Regions from separate parts of the Pan troglodytes genome. Here region 2 is linked to region 1. Evidence: chromatin contacts called from public HiChIP or PLAC-seq data. All regions are on one chromosome and are shown on one strand. The core of a region is the stretch at or near the end of the contact, and the rest is flanking DNA. Distances in the headings are between cores, read along the strand shown.

What was found. HiChIP or PLAC-seq counts read pairs in DNA pulled down with a chosen protein or histone mark.
Region 2: a contact with region 1 is called in an H3K4me3 HiChIP or PLAC-seq map of stem cell-derived excitatory neurons, with 2.4 times the contacts expected there. The contact joins the promoter of WSB1 here to the promoter of KSR1 in region 1. A contact is called at or near these places in 1 of 7 Hi-C or Micro-C datasets (stem cell-derived neural progenitor cells) and 1 of 1 datasets of contacts at active chromatin or transcription factors (stem cell-derived excitatory neurons).

Annotation. Positions count from the first base shown.
Region 1 is chr19:40,121,425-40,127,527 of NHGRI_mPanTro3-v2.0_pri, forward strand. KSR1 (kinase suppressor of ras 1) reads right to left here and starts at 2,406. Exons shown (of 21, transcript XM_054670970.2): 1 at 1,824-2,406. The coding sequence starts at 2,054. It overlaps LOC129137672 (a long non-coding RNA gene), which reads left to right and starts at 973. Exons shown (of 3, transcript XR_008540410.1): 1 at 973-1,494; 2 at 4,668-4,801.
Region 2 is chr19:40,284,144-40,290,206 of NHGRI_mPanTro3-v2.0_pri, forward strand. It overlaps WSB1 (WD repeat and SOCS box containing 1), which reads right to left and starts at 3,599. Exons shown (of 9, transcript NM_001280230.1): 1 at 3,369-3,599. The coding sequence starts at 3,408. It also overlaps the pseudogene LOC100614212.

The sequences.
Region 1 (6,103 bases), core at 1,156-3,655:
TGCAGATCCCCTGTGGGCCTTTGGATGGGTTCTCTGCTGCCAGGGATGATCGTCTAAACAAACACTCAGGAGGGAAGCCACTGAATAAACCAGCTCCAACACTTAAATAGCTGGATGCTCTGGGGTGTCATGAACGCCACACTGCCATCAAAATGAGGGACTCCGGAAGTTAGGGTAGGACAAAAGGCCATTCCAGAGAATGCACAGCAAGTGGTTCTCCTATATACACACTCTGGAAGCCAGGAGCACTTCAGAGCAACGTGGGGACAATCCCACAGAGGCCAACACAGAGAGCATTCTCCAAGCCCAGCAACACCGAAGTCCAACCACGCACACTCTGCCAGACAGCGACCCCTCCTCCCGGAACTAAGCCTCACAGGCCCCCTATTGTTGTCAGCTTAAAAACTGAACTTTGCTGAGCAAACACACTCAGCTGTGTTCAAAAAATCAGTTTCTCTCAATACTTGGAAAACTGCAGCATGCATGCAGAAAGGCCAGTTGTAGGGGGTTTTGTTTGTTTTTTAAGCAAAGCCTTGGTCAGTACAGCTTTAGCCAACTGTAATAAAAAATAATAATACCCAACACTGACTGTATTCTTCCAATGTCCTGTGGTTTTATAGCTTTTAAGAAAATAAAACTGAGGGAGAGTCACCCCCGAGCATTTGGAATCAAACAAGGATTCGGCTTTGTGGCATGCCTGGAGGAAGGATTGGTCTTGTAATAATTACCGCGATCACAGAGGGCCTTATGACAGCTGGCAGAGGCAATTAGCAATAAGGGGCGGGGGGAGGGTTTGGGGGAGGAGAAATTGAGGATCTAATAAAACAAAACATCCCCAGACCTGCAGGAGGCCAGATGTGGCAGGGCAAGATGGTGAGAGGTTCCTTCTTCAAGACGGGGCAGCTATTAACTGCTCTGACGTTTCACCGCCCCGTCCCTGGCCAAAATCACATTCAGAATCCACTAGTTGCCCTCATTTGTGTATGGACAGGGTGCCCCAACAACCCTCGGGCTGGTTTTTCCAAATCCTTCAGATACTTCCCCAGCTATAATTTGAGAGAGGAAGGCCCGCATATCTTATTTCTTCTTTACACTCCAGGCTGTCTCCATCAGAACCCTTTAAACAGTTTCATCTTCCCACCAAAGGCTTGCTTCCCAGCATAATCCTTCCTAAGCCTAAATCCAATCTTTGGGGGGAAGCAGGGGGAGTCAGCGGGTAATTATTAATACATTTTAAGCAGCGAGCCTCCGTGGCAACGTGAAAGGAAAGCACCAAACGCCTGAATAGCAAAAATGCAGTTTCAGCAACACTTTTTGAAAAGGCGGCAGACAAGACCTGGGAGGAGAGGAAAGGAAGGGACAGGACGGCGTCTGGGGCGTGAGGGGAACAGGGGACGGCAGGCCTGCGATCACGCTTCAGGGGAACCTCCTCCGTCACCCTGGCCCACGGGTGCTCAGCTCAGTCACACGGGGAAAAGTCCAGCTTGTGACTCGGTGAGACAACGAGTCCTGCGGCTCCGCAAACTGGAAATGGGGTGGGGGCGGAGAAGGGGGGAAAGGGGATGTCCGCGCGCAGCCCACCCCGCACGGGCCCCTCGAGCCTCCATCCCAGTTCCCACGACGCACCCGCCCCACAAATCCTGCCCAAGATGAGGGCTGGTCCCGGGTCCTCCGGCTGCCGCATCAGCGAGTGCAGGAGGGAGGGGAAGCCTCCAAGGGGGGCGACGCGGGCTCAAGGATGCAACTCGGCCAGGAGTACTGGGGCCCGGAGGGAGGTGTCCGGGCCCGCTCCTCGAGCCCAGCCTGGTCCCCGACCCACTTACCTCCAGGGTCCGTATCTCCTGCTGGGTGAGGTCGTTGGACACAGCGCACTTAGTGCGCAGCCCGCGCAGGCTGCCGATGGAGATGTCGATGAGCTTCTGGAGCTGCCCGCACTGCTGCAGCGCCCGGCTGGCCGCGGCCCCTGCGCCTCCCTCCGCGGCCGCCGCATCCCCCCCGCCACCGCCCTCCTTCTTCTCTCCCATCGCCGCCGCGCGCAGCGCCGCTCTATCCATGCCTCGGCATCGGGGCCGCGGCGGCCGAGGCTGGGAGCCCGGGGCGCGGGCGCCTCGGCAAGGAACCCCCGAGCCAGGAGAGCTGGACCAGGAGCGCCCCTCGGCGCTGCCCGAGCCGGGACGCCGGTAGAGCCGGCCGCTGAGTCTGCCGCTTCCACCCTCCCAGCCGCGGCAGCAAAGCGAAAGCCGCGGCGACCCGACGGCTGCGGCTCCCGGAGCCTTTAAGCGGCGGCGGGGGCCGGGTCAGGGCGGCCGGGCATGCTGGGACTTGTAGTCCACGCCGCGCACCTGCAGCCGGCCTCCGCCCTCGGGGCCCCGGACCGCGCCCGCGCCGCCCTCCCTGCCCTCCTCTCCCCTCCCCTCCCGGCGGCCGCGGCGAGGCAGGCGGTGAGGGCCGGCCCCAACCGGGAGCCCCGGGTGGAGCTGCTCCGCGCCAGCTCCTCCCCCAGGCGCCGAGAGTCGGGGGAGCAGCGTCTCCCCGTCCGCCTCCGTCCCCCACCCGGCCTAGGAGCTTCCCGCGACCCCCGGATGGGGCGGCGCCCCCTGGACGCCCGGCGGGTGTGCGTCCCGCAGTTCCTCAGCTGCAGCCCAGCCCTGGAAGATGGGGACCAGGGAGGTTCCAGGATTTGTATGTGGGTTTAGGGGCTGCCATCTAGTGGGAAGGGGCTTACAGCACTTCTGTAGCTGGCTCACAAAGCGCTCTACTCTGGACTGCCTGCGCCAAAACGATTGCTCAGGCTTGGAGAAAGACGAAGAGCTTTCTTCTGAACCATATTTACCTGCCAAAATAAGTGTCCCATTCCCCCGCCATTCCCAGCCCACCAAGCCAGCCCAGACACGGGGGACAGCACACTGAATTGTCGGTGGCTTCGGAGCAAGTGGCCAGGACTCAAATTCTGACTCCACCACGGTCCAGGGTGAGACTTTGGGCACGTTCGATTTCCAGTGAATGCCCGACTCTCCTCATCAAATAACTCTTTAATAGGGTTCCTATGAAGAATCAGTTAATACATGTACAGCACCTAGATTGATTACTGGCACATGTGGTCGCTGGATAAATGTTAGCAATTCTTACTATCTAACCTCAGATCTGAATGTGGCCCTGGACCCAAGTAGTGGCCATGGAGCAGTACAGTACTGCCAAGGACTGGTAGTCCTTTGTCCTCTGTGCATTTCTGTGCCTCCTAACCCAGCAATCAAGCCTTGCCCATCTGTTCACCCTCCTCTCCCATTAGTTCACCCCATGCGTTCTATTATCTGGCAAAACTGAAAAACCAAGTCTCTGATCAAAGCTCCCACACCTTCATGCTTTCGACATCTGTCAACCAGAAAAAAATGTCTCCCCTCTCAATTTTCTCTTGTAAGCTGCTTGATTGCAGAAGCCACTAGCTATTGTACCCTCTTTATAGTGCCAGATACAGTGCATGGCACACAAGAAAGGCTCCAGCGTGCCTCAGGAGCTCTTTCAGCAGGTCCTACGCGATGTTTCTTTTACCTCTCAGGCCAGCCGAGGGTGTGTGTGTGTGTGTAGATAGATAGTTGTTTTTTTGGTTTTGGTTTTGTGTTTGAGGATGAGAATTGGACAGGAGGTGGGATCCAAACCTTGTAGACACTAAAACAATCAATAATGGATGGCAGTTTGTATTACACCTTCCTTTAATGTTTATATTACACCAGCCTTCGAAATAAATTAAGGGCTGGGCACCGTGGCTCATGCCTGTAATCCCAGCACTTTGAGAGGCCAAGGGGGAAGGATCACTTAAAGCCAGGAGTTCGAGACCAGCCTGGGCAATGTGACAAGACCCTGTCTCTAAAAAAAATAATAAATTTTTAAAAATCAGGTCTAGGAAGCAAAACTATAATTTTAAAACTTGTTTTTGCAAATTAACCCCTTCTCGAGATTTTCCAAATGCAAGGAGGTTCCTCCCTAACCCCTGGCCTTTCCCATTGAGAGTCATTGATCCAGTCCTCACTCAACTTATAAAAAGACCCCCTGCACGATATTATGAATTTCTCAACCTGTTACCTTAACCCCACCCGACTCCTTGCAAAGTAGTAACTATTATGAAAGGGAAACTAGTTGTGGTTCTCAAACTTGAACATGCATCAGAATCACTTGGAGGGCTTGTTAATTCCCAGAACCATGGAGCTCACCTCTATAGTTTCTAATTTTGTAGATCAGAGGACAGGGCAGGATAATTTGCATTTCTATCAGGTTCTCAGGTGGTACTGATGTGGTTAGTCTGAGCCCAGTAGCAAGTCTATACTTTGAGAAGCCTAGGTACAGAGGAAGGTCAGTGGGCAGAGAACTATCTCAAGGGACTATCCACAACCCAACCTGGCTGGTTCAGAGCCTCTGTCCAGCAGCCAGAGCTGCCAGGCTCGAACGACTCACTCATTCTAACGCAATTCACAAAAGATTTTTTTTTTTTGAAACAGGGTCTTGCTCTGTCACTCAGGCTGGAGTACAGTAGCATGATCATGGCTCAGTGCAGCCTCGACCTCCCAGACTCAGGCGATCCTCCCACCCCAGCTTCCCAAGTAGCTGGGACTATAGGAGTGTGCCACCATGCCCGGCTAACTTTAACTTTTTTTTTTTTTCCTTTTTTTTAGAAATGGAGTCTCTCTACGTTGCCCAGGCTGCTGGTCTCAAACTCTCGGGCTCAAGCAATCCTTCCCCTTCAGCCTCCTGAAGTGCTGGGATTATAGGCGTGAACTACCATGCCTGGCTCACAAGAAATGTTCTGGTAAGTGCCTATTTATGCACTTACATCGAACTTGTTATTGCCACAGGGACCTGGTCATCACATTCTCCCTCTAGGGCCACTTTATGTGGGAAGCCACATCCTGAGAAGAGCCACTGCCAGCTTGTGGCATTCATGCCCACCCATGTCACCACAGGGGTGATGTCAGAGCCTGAGACTGGACAAATGCCAGCTCCCTGGTTACTCTCCCGCCAGGTTCCATGCAGCGAGTCTCTCCTCTGTGGATAGTCTTCCCTCTGATTATCCAGAGCATTCAGCAGGCCACAGTTTTCCTTCCTCACAGATGGCCTCCAGCCTTCTTGCCTGGATTTGAGTCATCTGTCAGCCACAAGTTTACAGAACTGCCCCTCAGAGGTGGAGAAACTTTTTTGTTTTTGTTTTTTGTTTTTAAGAGACAGGGATTTGCTCTGTTGACCAGGTTGGAGTGCAGTGGTGCGAGAAAGCTCACTGCAGCCTCAAAACTCCTGGGCTCAAGCCATCCTCCTGCCTCAGCCTCCTGAGTAGCTGGGACTACAGGTGCCTGCCACCACATCTGACTAATTTTTAAATTTTTTGTAGGGACAGGGTCTTGCTGTGTCATGTAGACTGGTCTCAAACTCCTGTTCTTGGCCTCACTCTCCCAAAAGTGCTAGGATTACAGGCATGAGCCATGGCACCTGGCCGAAATAAGGATTTTTAAATAATCCCTTCATTCATCCTTTTAACATTCAGTAAGCATTCATGAAGTGCCACTTACATGGCAGGCCCTGTTCTGGGCTCTGGAAAAGGGTAGCGAGCAAAACAAAGATTCTTACCCTTAGGGAATTTATGCTGTGGTGAGAGGAAACAGACAAGCAGATAAATGCACAGTGTGTCAGTGGTAACAGGTGGTATGGCACTGCAGGGAAGGGGACAGGGAATATGGCCTTTACAACTTTGAATAGAGCTGTTTTAGAGAGTAGGGTAGTCAGCTCTGTCTCTGAATTGCTGTATGACCTTTGACGAGTCTTATATGACCTCGGGCAAATCTCCTAATCTGGTAGCACAGCTTCTTATTTGCAAGATGGTGATAATGTTTTATGAGGATGAACAGATTATATAACACAAAGTAATGGTCATAAAATAAGGGTTCAGCATATTTATTTATTTGATAAATATTTACTGTATGTCTACTGAAACTGTTCCAAATGCTTAACTCATTGAACTATGCATTACTTTCTTCCTCACCTTCCAGAATGAATCTCTTCTAGTTAGATGAATTGATCTATTATGTGTTGATTCAGGGTTTCAGCATCATCTCCAGGT
Region 2 (6,063 bases), core at 2,349-4,848, 160 kb after region 1:
AATCATGGAACTCCTTGTGTATAGTGGTAATAGGACAGGCACACTGGTAATCCCAACACTTTGGTAGGCCAAGGTGGATGGATCACTTGAGCCCATGAGTTTGAGACCAGCCTGGGATAGATAGGGGACCTCATCTCTACAAAAAATTTAAAAAATTAGCGAGTGTGGTGGCATGCACCTGTAGTACCAGGCGGAGGTGGGAGAATTGCTTGAGCCCAGGAGGCAGAGGTTGCAGAAAGCCAAGATTTCACAACCGCACTCCAGCTTGGGTGATAGAGCAAGACTCTGTCTAAAAAAAAAAAAAAAAAAAAAAAAGAGTAGGCCGGGGGCAGTGGCTCACGCCTGTAATCCCAGCACTTTGGGAGGCCGAGGAGGGTGAATCACCTGAGGTCAGGAGTTCCAGACCAGCTTGGCTAACATGGTGAAACCCCCCATCTGTACTAAAAATACAAAAAATCAGCCAGGTGTGGTGGCACGAACCTGTAATCCCAGCTACTCGGGAGGGTGAGGCAGGAGAATTGCTTGATCCCGAGAGGTGGAGGTTGCAGTAAGCTGAGACTGTGCTACTGCACTCCAGCCTGGACGACGGAGCGAGACTCAGTCTCAAAGGAAAAAAAAAAAAAGTAAAAGAGCGGTAACAATTACTAAAAAATTGGTTCAAATAGATAGCAAAGACAATGAAATAATAACATATTTATAACATAATTCTCAAATATATACAAACTCAAGAAATAGAGCCATTATAAAACCTACCAAATAAATGCATTAATCTGTTAAAATTTACTAATAATTGCCTTGATTGTGTTTCTTTGCTGGATAACAGGTATATCAAATTGCCTTTGGCACTTTAATAAAATGATTTAAGTGCTCAGATTAAATACTGGTACAATTTTATAAACCTAGCACAAAGTTTGTAATAAAGTGCTTTGAAAAAAAATTTTTAAGTTAAACCTTTATTACATTATCTGTAACTGTTTAATGTTAGCAACAGAAATGTATGATTTAATGACCTTATTAAGGGAAAGGCTGCCATGGGAAATCAGCCGTAAGATACAACACTACATTATTAATATCTGTAAAACAGTAACATACCATCTGAGTCACTGCTGAACCAAGCAAACCAGATTTAGCTCCTTCTTTACATTCCTCCCCAAAATTTCATAACCAGAAAGGGATGATCTGTGGCAGTGCCTTGTGAAAAAGGGCAGTAGTATCACATAGAATTATTTAATCATTCATGGAAATCTTGCCTCTACTCTCTGTATGTCCTTGAGAAACTAAACTTGGCTTGGCTTTTAATTAACACCCAAGAAAAGAAAAAAAGTAAATCCTTATTCATAGATTTAAAAAGCTACGCAGAGAAATGTTCAACCTTGTATCCAAATGATAATTCAAAAAAAGAAACAAAGAAAAAAACTGGGGTTAAAAAAAGCTCAGAAAAAGCAAAAGTTCTTCTAGATATCTGGCACTTAGCTAGTAAGTTTTTATAACATATCCAGGAAATAACACTGAGACCTAAATATGAAAAAAAAAAAAAAAAGAAAGAAAAGAAAAGAAAAGAGAAATCAGGGGGCTGGTGGGGGAACACTTAGTGGATGGTTCTACTTTATGTAGGTATGCTATCCATCTCTACCCATCTCTTAGAAAACAAAACCGGAAATCTGGGCGGGGTGGCTCACGCCCGTAATCCTAGCACTTTGGGAGGCCGAGGTGGGCGATCACCTGAGGTCGGGAGTTCGAGACCAGCCTGACCAACATGGAGAAACCCCATCTCTACTAAAAACACAAAAATTAGCCGGGCGTGTGCATGCCTGTAATCCCACCTACTCAGGAGGCTGAGGGAGGAGAATCGCTTGAAACCGGGAGCCGGAGGTTGCAGTGAGCCGAGATCGTGCCATTGCACCCCGGCCTGGGCAACAAGAGCAAAAACTCCATCTCAAAAAAAAAAAAAAAAAAGAGAGAGAGAGAGAAAACAGGACCGGAAAGTTTTCAAAATGGTTTATCAGGATGAAGTAAAATACAGATTTTAAAAAAAGGCAGATCACTCGTCTATAACATTACGGTGTACTGAAGTAAAAGAAAAACCCACTGGACTGATAAGAACTTTTGAGTTCTTTGTCCCACTTCGCGACATACTTTCTAGTCTTAAAATACAGTTAAAATAATAACTGGACACAAATTTTGTGTTCTTTGCATCTTTTTTTTTCTTTTTTCTGTGTGAGCTCTGCTACAATTTTTTCCCTTTTTTTTTCTGTGTTTGTATCTTTAAAAATGGTTATTAAAACCAGGGTTAAAGTCCCTTCCTAATCAATCATCCCTAAGACAACAAAAGTCCAGAATTCTAAAACAGCTGTTTCTAGATACAAAAATTCACCCACATACAAAATAGTGCGCGTTTTGGCTACTTCAGCCTCTTCCCTTCTCTAGAAATAACTCCTCCTTGTACTTAGTAAAGGCACACATTCACTTCAAGAGTAGGAAAATGTAAATGCTCTCTGCTCAGCGGCCGCAGCTAATTATTACTTCACACAGTAAGATCAGTGTTTGCTAAGTGTTATCAGCCAATGTACAGCACCCCCCAACACCGTCAAACGTTGTTCCAGTTATTTTACTTTAAAAGAGGATTTAAATAATGCGACGTGCTTTCCACTGAGCCGCTAAGTAGGTGTGGACGCACAACCTTCAACACTAATTGCCCTTTACTAAGCCGACCAGGGCTAGACACTAAGCCAGAAAAGCCTTTTCCAGAGTTTCCTCTTCCGCACAAAAGCTTTCCTTCTGTCACTCCACCCAACCACCCAGCTCCTCCCTTAAGTGTTTGAAAGATAATTCTAAAAGTCTCCTCCCCCGAACCGCTGCGTTTCTTAAGGCCACACCATTTTAAAAATACTGTATTGCTTCTGCCAGGCTGTTGGGACCTCTTCCATCTCATTTCTATCTAAGAGTGGTTGGTACACACGAGGACCCCCCTCCTTTCATTACCGCTCACAACCCACAAGTTTACTTTTCCCCATTGTAAACCTAAAGTCCCTGAGTGGCCCTTCCCTGTCCACTCGACAGTCATGCCCTGAGCCAAGAACTCCCAGGACAAGAGCCCTGCGCGGACCTCCGACGAAGAAACCGGGGTCCTTGCCCGCCCCAGCCACACAGCAACCGCGAGGGAGCACAGTAGGTGCTGCATCCACGTCGGTGCCGTTTACCCCTCAGCCAACTCCCACCGAGGCGGCTTCCTCCTCCTCGCTAGTGGGGTGGCCTTGGCGCACTGGAGCTCTTCCCTCAGACTGGGAGTCGCTTCCTCCCAAACCTCCTCCGGGGAGTCCCTGCCTCTCCTCGGCCCTCATGCGCCCACCCACGGTCCCAATCCTCACCGATCTCTTTCTCGTTGACCCTCGGGGGAAAGCTGGCCATCTATGGGGCACCGTCTGATTCCGGGAATACGATGCGGACCCAACGACAGAGAAGAGAGTGGCCACCGCTGAGGGGCGTGACGCGAAGTTGGTCCCTCCCGGGCCCAGGGACAGAGGAGACGGGCGGGGGCGGCCGCTGCGGCTTCTGCTAACTGCCTCGGGAAAGCTCCCGACGGCCTCAGACCAAAGTACGGAGTCAACCACAGACAATAGACCCTGTACCCAGCCTCGCGCCTGCGGAGGAAGACAGTTCCCCTAACGCGCCGACTGCAAACGAGACACTGGAGTCAAAATGGCGGGCGGCGCCGGAGATATCTGGGCGGCAGGGGCGCGGCTACATGACGTCACAGCCTGAGGCCCCGCCTCCCGACGCACGGGACGTGATCTCCCCGCCCCGGCGCGGGCGTTGCCTGGGGGCCTCGCAGGGGGAGATCCAGCCCAGGCTGGTTCCGCTGACTCTGCCTGTAGGCCGGTGGCGTCTTCTGGGCCTGGATGGTCTAATATGGAGTTTATAAGCTGAAGTGGCTTTGAAAAGGGCAAGGAGAGAATTGTATTATTATTAGCCTCCTAGCTTAAAGATTGCATGGAACTTAAACTGGCTGAACGAAAAGAACAAAAAGACATTTCAGGTTTTCACTCAATTTGGCCAACTCCCCAGCCCACAAGTAATAGGGAACTGAAGGATGCACTGATGAAAAAGACAGGATGAAAATTAACATCGTTGTGCACCACCTGTCCAGCTGCGATTGTTCAGACCTGAGCCAGCAGGTTTTAGGAAGGGCCGAGGGGAACGGGAAGGAGACTCGGGCGTGATCGCGCCGCACTGCGCCGCGGGGCCTCCCTGGACTGCCTTTGTCCTGGCCAAGATGGATCCCACTGTGTCAGCTCAGAATTGGTCCTTCCTCCACCTTACCTGAAGGCCTCTGGGAGGCACCTAGTTGTCCACACATCAGACTGATAAATGTGTCAGTGTCTGCCAGATGCCAGCTTGGTTCCCGGTCACAGATGATGTATTTGCATTTTAATGGCTTCTCGTGTGGACCCTAAACATTGCAAAGGCCTGGGGCGTATAAGACTGGGAATTCAAATATGTGGCAGATATTCATGGGACAGAGTAAAGTGTTGCATAGCCGCTTTTTTTTTTTTTTTTTTTTTTTTGAGACGGAGTCTCGCTTCTCCCAGGCTGGGGTGCAATGGCGTGATCTTGGCTCACTGCAACCTCCGTTTCCCGGGTTCAGGCAATTCTCCTGCCTCAGCCTCCCCAGTAGCTGGGATTTGTACAGGCATGTGACACCAAGCCCGGGTAATTTTTGTATTTTTAGTAGAGAGGGCGTTTCACCCTGTTGGCCAGGCTAGTCTCGAACTCCTGGCCTCGAGTGATCCACCCGCCTCAGCCTCCCAAAGTGCTGGGATTACAGCGTGAGCCACCACACCCGGCTGCATAGCCGCTTTTAAGAGATCTCAAATGATAACACTGTAGGGCATGTTTACTTCATCTTTTCTTTGCATGAATGTATTAATTCTTCAAATAGCGAAATGTTTAATAAAACATCGCCCCTCCTTTTTTTTTTTTTTTTTTTGAGACGGAGTCTTGCTCTGTCTCCCAGAGCAGAGTGCAGTGGCGCCAACTCGGCTCACTGCAACCTCTGCCTCCCGGGTTCAAGCGATTCTCCTGCCTCAGCCTCCCGAGTAGCTGGGACTACAGGTGGCTGCCACCACGCCCAGCTAATTTTTTTCGTCCTTTTAGTAGGGAGGGGGTTTCACGATATTGGCCAGGCTGGTCTTGAACTCCTGACCTTGTGATCTGCCCACCTCGGCCTCTCAAAGTGCTAGGATTAGAGGCGTTAAGCTACTGCGCCCTGCCTGCCCCTCCTCTTTAAAAAAAAATCACTTTGTTAGGCTGGGGGCGCTGGCTCACGCCTGTAATCTCAGCGCTTTGGGAGGCTGAGGCGGGTGTCAGGAGTTCGAGACCAGCCTGGCCAACATGGTGAAACCCCCATCTCTACTAAAAATACAAAAAATTAGCCAGGCGTGGTGGCAAAGTCCCAGCTACTCCGGAGGCTAAGGCAGGAGAATTGCTTGAAACCGGGAGGCAGAGGTTGCAGTGAGCTGAGGTTGCACCACTGTACTCTAGCCTGGGTGACAAGAGTGAAACTCTGTCTCAATAAATAAATAAATCAATAAATCACTTTGTTAGCTTCAGTCAACGATATCTTGAGGACTCACTCTGTATCAGGCACTGGGCCTAGTTGCTGAATTTTTAGAGTAGAACAAAAGAAAAACTTTAATGCAGTCTTGTAGCTCATATACCAACATTGATATCAGTCTGAGTTAATTCTTTTAACCAACTGCTATTATCCCTGTTACTTGTACTATACCATACAAATTCATGGGAAATACCAGTTTTTGAGTGTCCAACAGTGAATTATTGTGATGACTTTTTCTTTTTTTTTTCTCCCTGAGATGGAGTCTCACTCTGTCGCCCAGGCTGGAGTGCAGTGGCACGATCTCGGCTCACTGCAACCTTTGCCTCCTGGGTTCAGGTGATTCTCCTACCTCAGCCTTCCGAGTAGCTGGGATTACAGGCACACGCCACCATGCCTGGCTGATTTTTGTATTTTTAGTAGAGACGGGATTTCACCATGTTGGCCAGGCT